3 separate regions of the Sus scrofa genome follow, and regions 1 and 2 are each linked to region 3. The links are chromatin contacts, called in public Hi-C and promoter capture Hi-C maps. All regions are on one chromosome and are shown on one strand. The core of a region is the stretch at or near the end of the contact, and the rest is flanking DNA. Distances in the headings are between cores, read along the strand shown. Region 1 holds the start of SYNGR4 (synaptogyrin-4). Region 2 holds the start of FTL (ferritin light chain). Region 3 holds the start of DBP (D site-binding protein).

What was found. Promoter capture Hi-C pulls out the DNA fragments that hold promoters and counts their contacts. A called contact is a pair of places that touch in the nucleus more often than the background predicts.
Region 1: a Hi-C map of liver shows a contact between it and region 3, with 2.8 times the contacts expected there. The contact joins the promoter of SYNGR4 here to the promoter of DBP in region 3. A contact is called at or near these places in 1 of 5 promoter capture datasets (fetal liver), 2 of 47 Hi-C or Micro-C datasets (both in liver) and 1 of 2 datasets of contacts at active chromatin or transcription factors (skeletal muscle).
Region 2: a contact with region 3 is called in a promoter capture Hi-C map of liver, with 2.0 times the contacts expected there. The contact joins the promoter of FTL here to the promoter of DBP in region 3. A contact is called at or near these places in 2 of 5 promoter capture datasets (fetal skeletal muscle and liver), 6 of 47 Hi-C or Micro-C datasets (embryonic fibroblasts, heart right ventricle, liver and 1 more) and 2 of 2 datasets of contacts at active chromatin or transcription factors (alveolar macrophages and skeletal muscle).

The regions. Positions count from the first base shown.
Region 1 is chr6:53,782,721-53,785,420 of Sscrofa11.1, forward strand. SYNGR4 (synaptogyrin-4) reads left to right here and starts at 1,444. Exons shown (of 5, transcript XM_021094669.1): 1 at 1,444-1,517. The coding sequence starts at 1,470. It overlaps TMEM143 (transmembrane protein 143), which reads right to left and starts at 1,623. Exons shown (of 7, transcript XM_013998565.2): 1 at 1,433-1,623; 2 at 859-1,099. The coding sequence starts at 1,599.
Region 2 is chr6:54,229,812-54,232,511 of Sscrofa11.1, forward strand. It overlaps FTL (ferritin light chain), which reads left to right and starts at 1,310. Exons shown (of 5, transcript NM_001244131.1): 1 at 1,310-1,662; 2 at 1,829-1,975; 3 at 2,330-2,455; 4 at 2,636-2,700. The coding sequence starts at 1,561.
Region 3 is chr6:53,991,785-53,994,484 of Sscrofa11.1, forward strand. DBP (D site-binding protein) reads right to left here and starts at 1,260. Exons shown (of 4, transcript XM_003127286.6): 1 at 446-1,260. The coding sequence starts at 584. It overlaps CA11 (carbonic anhydrase 11), which reads right to left. Exons shown (of 9, transcript NM_001004038.1): 8 at 2,534-2,699; 9 at 1,613-1,735. The coding sequence ends at 1,710. It overlaps LOC110261016 (a long non-coding RNA gene), which reads left to right and starts at 2,322. Exons shown (of 3, transcript XR_002344719.1): 1 at 2,322-2,446.

The DNA.
Region 1 (2,700 bases), core at 194-2,693, 210 kb before region 3:
TGTGGCTACAGCTCTGATTCGACCCCTAGCCTGGGAACCTCCGTATGCCATGGAGGTGCCCCTGAAAAAAAAAAAAAAAGAATCCAATTGCAGTAGCTTAGTTCACTGCGGAGGTGGGGGTTCAATCTCCACCTGGTGAAGCTGGTTAAAAGATCCAGCGTTGCTTCTCAGATTGGGAACCTCATACTGCAGGTGCAGCCATATAATTTAAAAATATATATATATTAAATGAATGAATGCCAATCCAGAGTAATCACAAGTATAATGGTGATGGTGGGGTAAGCGCTTAAGCTCTTAGGGTCAAGTAAGTGCCTACTTGTCTCACCCTAGTCCCCACTCTGCTTAGGAGTCAGACCACTTCAGTTCAAATCTTGGCCACTAGTCATGACCTTCGGTGAGTCACTTCCCTTCTCCTGCTTCAGTTACTTCATTTTAAAATGGGAAGATGGTGATACCTCTCTTATTGGGTTGTTCAGTATTTCCATAATACATGGAAAATGCTTAGCACAGGGCCATACAGTAAGAGCTCAAACAGTGGATATAATAACTATTATTAGGTGGTAATAATGATGAGGATGATTATTAGACCTGTTTTGAAGAGGGAAAAACCATGCCCTGGGGAGTGCTTGTTCAAGCCCTCAGAACAAGCTAGAGTCTGGAATTGCTGCTGCACCTGCATCTCAGAGGTCTGTCTCTTGCATTCCAAAGCACTCCACGCCCACCTGGGAGTATGACGAGGAAGGGAACTACAATTCCCAGGGGGCGCCAGGGCAGTCCTCTATAGCATGAAGGGCTGTATCGCCGCGAGGCCTGCCGGGAGTGGTAGTCCCCAGGCTCTTGGACCCGGGTGAGCTGTACCTGTATCAGGAGGCGGAGCAGCTGATCTTTGGAGAACGGGATGAAACGTTCGCGGTACTGCTGGGCCCAGTCGCGGGGCTCTGTGGGGTTCCACATCTTGCGGTACTCCCCCATCTTGACCGCCAGCGATGACAGGGCCCGGGGGTGCCCGAGGAGCGCGGGCAACAGGGGCCATATTCGGACCCTGGATCCCCAGACCCCCCGGGTCACATGCAGCATAGCCAGACCCTTTCCCCGCAGCCTAAAGGAGGGAAATGGGCAGAGGTCAAAGGTCATCGGGGGAAAAGCGTCCTCTCCACCTCTGTGTCCCAACCTCCAGGGGCCGTTTCTACCCCAGGCAGGGCGCAGTGCCAGTCCTCTCCCACACTGTTCAGTTGGCTTGAGTCCCAGGCTGGGGTCAGAGGTCTTAAGTCCTAGGGTGTTTTGCAGGCCCAGTAGCCCTGTTGTGGTACAACTGGTCTCTGCGGGGTCTAGGCGGCAGGTGGATCTTAAGGGCATAGGATATGCTCGGAAGGCTATATAGGGGTGCAGAGCCGCCCACCCCGATCATACAATCTTTCCCCATTTCCCTCACCTTAGCCAACGCTCGACTGTCATTGAGCCTCTTGCGCATGTGCAGAAAAGCGTTCTGGGCCTCCGAGGTTCGGCTTCAGTCCGCAGTAAGACGCATGCGCAAATCCTGGGTCTTGGAGCCGGGTGGGGGAACCATTTTTCTTCTAAGGACGCGTCTCGGTTGCGCATGCGCGACCCGTCACCTCCCTCTCTCGCCCTCCTTGGACTCGGCGCATGCGCCGAAGAAGTATCTCTTTGTCCGCAGACTTCCAAGGGGCGGGGCGAGCGCGAAGCTCCCGGGACTGCCGGGGATGGGCCGAGCTCCCGCGCGCAGCCTGCCAACGGCGGGCCGCCCAACGTCCTCTGAGGCCACGCCCCTGCCCCTGTCCGCTTCAGAGAAGGCGGGAAAAGAGAGGGGCGGGGCTTCGGCGCAGCCAATCAGCAGTGGAGGAGCGAAAAGGCGGGAAAAAGAGGAGCCCAAAGAAGTCTGAGGTGGCGCTAGGGACCAGGAGGGCAGGGTGAGCGGAAGGAAGAGCAGGCCTCCAGGTGACGCAGACCGGGCCTCCAGAGTAGAGGTGACTCTGTCAGGCAGCATCACCTCCAAAACTCACCACCCTTGAGCCCCAGCGTCCAGAGTCCTTAAAGGGAAGACCCCGATTCTCTGAAGGTAGCTTAGTGCCGGGGGCTCGGCCTCCTCATTCTGCGAGGAAGCTATTTGGAGCTCACGTTCCCCGCACATCTGCGGTCCGGACCCCCGATTTGAGGAAATGCACTTTTATGAAGATGGAACGAATTCTAAGGGGTAGCCCTGATTCTAAGGATATCACCCCAAATTACCAGGACAGCCTGAAATCTACCCTGAGATGCCTGGGATCTCCACTCGGGGGGCTGTCATCTCAAAGCCTGAAAGGGATCCCCCTGATTCAGACCTCCCAGGGGTTCTGATCTCCCAACACCCCTAATAAATCCCATTAACACAGGTCTTAAAATGGGTACTCTGGCTCCCGTGTCAAGGACATGACATCAACATCCCACCCTCTCCCCGCCCCTTCTCCCTGCCCCGTGCACCACCCTGCACCTCTGGGGCCCTAACAGCCCCCTCACCCCATAGCCTCCCCAGCCTGCACTCCTGACTCCTGGGACCACACCCCCAGCAGCCCTCTCACCCTGGACCCCTGCCTCTGGAATTCTCAGAAGCTCCCTCACCCTGCACCGCAATGCATGGGACCATCAGCCACCCTCTCATCCCGCGCCCTCACCCCTAGAACCCCCAACAGCTCCTTCACCCCA
Region 2 (2,700 bases), core at 60-2,559, 240 kb after region 3:
TTGAAGGCAAGAATCTTGGTATGAGCTGGCACTGCCACCCAGGCACCAACCTGGACCAGACACAATTTTAAAATGTCCCTTAGTTAAAGACAGACATCCCAGCCACCAGTCCTCAGCACCTGTCTCTGATCTTTTTGTTTGTTTCTTAGGGCTGGCACCTGTGGCATATGGAAGTTCCCAGGCTAGGATGTGAATCAGCTACAGCTGTGATCCGAGCTGGGTCTGCGACCTACACCACAGCTCAGGGCAACGCCAGATCCTTAACCCACTGAGCGAGACCAGGGACCGAACCTGAAACCTCATGATTCCTAGTTGGATAGTTTCTGCTGCGCCATGATGGGAACTCCCCCACCTCTGTGATCTTGAAGGAGCATGTGTCAGGCAAGACAGAGGCAGCTTCAGAGAGATTGCTTTGGAGCCAGGATATGCAACCTCAGAGAAACCTCCAAAGTTCCAATGTCCTTTCACCCCTTTCCATCTCAGCTCCCACAAAAACAGTGGGCTTTCAAAAAACCCCACAGGATTCCAAGTGGCCCAATCTTTTGAGGGCTCCCAAAGGGCTCTCCAAGAGCCCCCACCTCTTTAAGAAGATCCCACTAGGCTTCCAGAAACATCCCTCTCCCTTATTCCCAGGCTGAATCCCAGGGCTCTCCAACTGTCTCTTTTAATCTTGCAGATCACCTCAAGGGCCCAAGACTTCCCCCTGGAAGTTTCCATAAAAATAGGGACTTCCATGGTCTTCCGAATTCACTTTTGAGTGAACCCCAAGTCTCCAGGTGCCCCAGCCAACCCATTTCACAGAGAGCACCCTAAGTATCTAGAAATATCTCACAGCCTTCCAAACTTCCCAATGATCGAGGGCCCCCCCCAACCCGACCCCTTATCTCCCAGGGCAACCCCACTCCTCTGGACGTTTCTGCACCTCTGAGGAACCCCCAGGGCTCCAGAAAAGTCCTCGCTCTGACACAACCCCCGCATCCAACCTACTTTCCTGAGACATCCTCAGGAACCAAGAATCATTATTTTCCAGGGCTCCCAGTGCTCTCACTAATCTTTCACTACCAGGAAGTACCCCTAGAATTCTCTCACTTCCCAGATTTAGTCCCAGAACCCTTGCTCCCCATGAAACCCCCCATCCCGCGATTTCTCCTTTCACAACAACCTCGCGCTCAGAGCGCGTGACTTCCCTACCTCCGGGCGGGAGGCTGGGGCTCCTATCTGCTCCTGATTGGTCACGAGCGAGCTCCAAGTCCAGCCTCCCGCCCCCGCAGATTGGCTGACTCCTCTCCCCGACCGCCCCACTGCTCAGGTTCCCCGCGCGCTATAAAAGGAGCCGCCCTGGCCACAAACTCGCAGTGTGCTCGGCGGTCCCCCGGATCTGTCTCTTGCTTCAACAGTGTTTGGACGGAACAGACCCAGGGACGCCCCTTGCTCCAGCCTCCGACTACCCTCCAACCTTTTTTCCAGTCGCAACCTTCGGACTCCGCCTCTCAGCTATCTTCAGTCTCCGGGACCAGCCAACACCATTTTTTGAGCTTAGCTCCTTATTGCCGACCAGCCATGAGCTCCCAGGTTCGTCAGAATTATTCCACCGAGGTGGAGGCCTTCGTCAACCGCCTGATCAACATGCATCTGCAGGCCTCCTACACCTACCTCTCTCTGGTAAGGGTCCCCAAGATGCCCCCGGCCCAAGTTTCCCTTAGCTGCGCACCTCTGACCCTCTGCGCACGCGCTGGCCTTCTTTGTCCCACTGTGTAGTTGGAAGGCGGAGTCCGCAAGCCCGGCCTCGCCTCCGGCTAACCATTGTTCACGCCTTCTCTTCCCGCAGGGCTTCTATTTCAACCGCGACGATGTGGCTCTGGAGGGCGTGAGTCATTTTTTTCGCGAATTGGCCGAGGAGAAGCGCGAGGGTTCGGAGCGTCTCTTGAAAATGCAAAACCAGCGCGGTGGCCGCGCCCTCTTCCAGGACGTGCAGGTAAACAGTGTGAGCAGCGGACTACGATTCCCAGCGGCCCCTGCGCTTGAAGCCCTTTGACCAGGGCTGTTCAGGCACGGCGTAGGCTTCTGGGAGATGGAGTTCAGTTTTGTGTGGGTGGTTGTATTACAGCTGGAAACGGAGGCGGGTTCAGTTCCCCCACGAAGTGGCGGTCCAGACCGCAGCGTGTGGTATCCTGGAGCGTAAGGTTGTGAGACACTGAGGGTGATCGATTTAAGCTCTTAGACGTTTTTTCGGCTTAAGCCCTAACTCCCGTCACTACTGGGAAATTAGTTTTTAGTCCTTTCCAGCGTGTGCGTGGTTAGTACTGAGCGGTCTCTGCCTTCCGTATAGAAACCATCTCAAGATGAGTGGGGTAAAACCCAGGACGCTATGGAAGCCGCCCTTCACTTGGAGAAGGGACTGAACCAGGCTCTTGTGGATCTGCATGCGCTGGGTTCTGCCCGCGCAGACCCCCACGTGAGTATCTCCATTTTCTCCCTATCCATCCCAAGACCTTTCCTGGCAGGAAGCCTGCATCTTGAGTTAATAGTTAACCTTGGCCACGTTTGATTGGGCTCATTGCCTTCTGAGCCTCCCTCCCCCATCCATCACATTGTTAGATTTACAAATGGTAACATTTTCTCTTCTATCACTCAGCTCTGTGACTTCCTGGAGAACCACTTCCTGGATGAGGAGGTGAAGCTCATCAAGAAGATGGGCGA
Region 3 (2,700 bases), core at 10-2,509:
GTAATTAGCCCCCTACCCCCCGCGCACTGTACCCCTTTCTCCTCGATCTCCCCCCCCCGTAAGGGTCAGGAAGGGGTTCTATTTCTGGGGCACATTCCTCGTCCCTAGACTCCATGTGACCCCAGGAGGCTCCGCCCAAGCCCGTGTAACTACCGTGTGAGCATCCGACACACCCCCCTCCCTTCTCCCTCGACCCCAAGAGTCCAAGACTCTCGGAACCACAAGAAACAGGGGGCTGGGGCCTAGAGTCTCGAGTCCTCGGGGTGGACGGGCTTGAAAGCCGGTATTTTTGGGTCCTGGGTGCTGAGGGATCTAGGGGCTTAAACACCTAAGTATTGGGGTAGATAAAGGTTGGAAGGGTGGACTCTGGGCACGTAAGAGGTATCTGTGGACCCTCCCAGCACTGGAGTCCCTAAGAGCTGGGGGGGGGGGGGCTAGAACTCACAGCTGGTTGGCTCTTTGGGCTTGCTGGTCCCCTGCAGAAGGCTCCGCAACCCAAGCAGCGCTCCCCCGCCAGGGGGGGCCCCGGCCGGGCCGCCCAGCAGCAGGGGGGCCGGGGTCCTGTCGCTCACGGGCCGCGCCATCGCCCGGCACCTGCCCGCAGGCTCACGGGCTCATAGAGAGGCGAAGAGCTGGCTTGCCAGTCAGCGGCACACTCCTGTGGTTCAGGCGGGTGTCTGCCCAGGGGCGGGCGAAAGTAGCTTGCAAGCCTCCAGTCTCCAGTCTCCAGAACACTGCAAGTCCTAGGAGCGATGGGGATTTGCAGTCCTCGGTGCAGAAATGTGCAACTCAAGAGGGTCCCAGGAGACCATACAGTCTGGGTGAGGGAGTGATCAAATCAGGCGGCCAGCTCTTTGCAACCGAGGGCTCAAGGGGACACAAGGCGCTCCTACAAGGTGGGCGAGCCTGGCTCTTGCAAAATCTGCAGCTCTCTCTAAGGAAGGAGCTTTGCAATCTGCACCAAGAGGTGTGCGCGGAGGGGCGGGGGAGAGGGCAGGAGGAGGCGGCTGCCTTGAGGCGTGGCCAAAGCAAACTTCTTTCGCGGAAAAAAAAAAAAAAAAGCCAAACCAAAACACCCGACGCCACAGCGCGCACCCCTCCTCTTGGCCCCGCCGGACTCTCAGGCCTTGCACCCCAGCCGCGTGCCTCCCTCCCGCTGAAAGCGCAGGCCAATCGCGTCTCGACCCCTCGAGACCCACAGCCAATGGGACTCCTGGATCTGCCGAGGCCTGGAGTGCGCGAGCAAGGGGCTCAGTGAGTGAAGTTACCTTGCCATTTGGAGGGAGGCGGGACCCTGACCTACATTTGCCCAATGGGAGACGGCTCTGGGGGCGGGACCGTGACCCAGTTCAGGCCAATGAGGCAGGCGGGAGGGGGAAGCACATGGCTCTGCGCGTGCTGCCTGACTGGGAGGGTGGGTGAGAGGGTGGGGGGCGCGGGAGAAGAGCCATACAGGAGCCACAAATCCTAATGATTGTTTTGGAAAAAGGAAGCCAAAAACCCGAGTAGTGGGGTTTAGGAAGTGGGAGATTGGTTTCTAGAAGAAGGCTGCTATTCTTTAATATCCAAATGCTTCCCCGCCGCGCCTAGAATCAGACCACTGAGATACAGGAAGTATTCTGTCCCTTTAATAGCTTTGTTTTGGGGGTGACTCCCCTCCCTCTGTGGGGAGGCTTGGGCAAGGCAGGCGCAATCCTCGATGGGGAGTCTCAGCGACCGTGGGGGGCACCATCCACTGTAAGACGAAACCGGTGGGGGGCGTTAGTTTAGGGCCTGATAGGATGCACCGGGTAGGGGGCGTGCAGGGGCGTGCAGGAGGCGGGGTAGCGGTGCTGGGCTGCGCCGGGCCATACCACAGGCAGGCTGCGAAGGGGAAACTGGAATGTACCAGCTTGAGAAGCTAGGGGAAAAGGACAGATTGCGAACTGGCAGTGGGCTGAACCATAGGGAGGCAGCAGGAGGGTGGCACAGGGACGTCCAGTTTCAGCATCAGGCTGAACTACGCGACGGTATTCACGGGGAGGCCTAGGCTATACCATGTTGGGAAGCCAGAGAGGTGGATGTCAGATCACTGGACTGAACCAAGAGGAGGCAGTAGAAGGGGAAGGGGATTGTACCATGTTGTTTTTCAGTGAAGGGGGTGTCAGACTTTGGACCAGCGTAGGGTTGTACCACATGGAAAGAGGGGAAAGGTTTCGGGCGATACCATTTCAGAAAGCCTTAACAAGAGCCACGGTCCAGTAGTTGATCGTACCCCCATGGAAGCAAGGGGGTTCGGGTTATACACCAAGTTGCAAGTCGCAAGCAGTGAGGAGGAAAGACAAATCATGGACCAGCAATGGTCTATGACGGAGAGGTGGGCTGTACCACGTTGACACAAATGGAGAAGGGAGAAAGAGCGAGTGAGAGCTCAGGAGGCTGGATCACACAGAAGCAGCAAAGAAGGGTAGGACTGTATCATATTGAGACACCAAGGGGAGACAGACACATAGGCGGGTTAGACCAAGACGAGGGGGTGCATACTGGATCATACCATGCAGGCGGTAGTTGGGGCCTCGGCAGCGCCTCTCGGGGTGCCTGGGGTCCCTGTTGCCCCTCAAGGCCCTGTGGGCCAAGGGCTGCAGGGGCCGGCCGTTCCCACTGAGGCTCTGGAAGATCTGGGACGGAGGATTCTGGCTCAGGAGTCTCAGGGAGTGCATC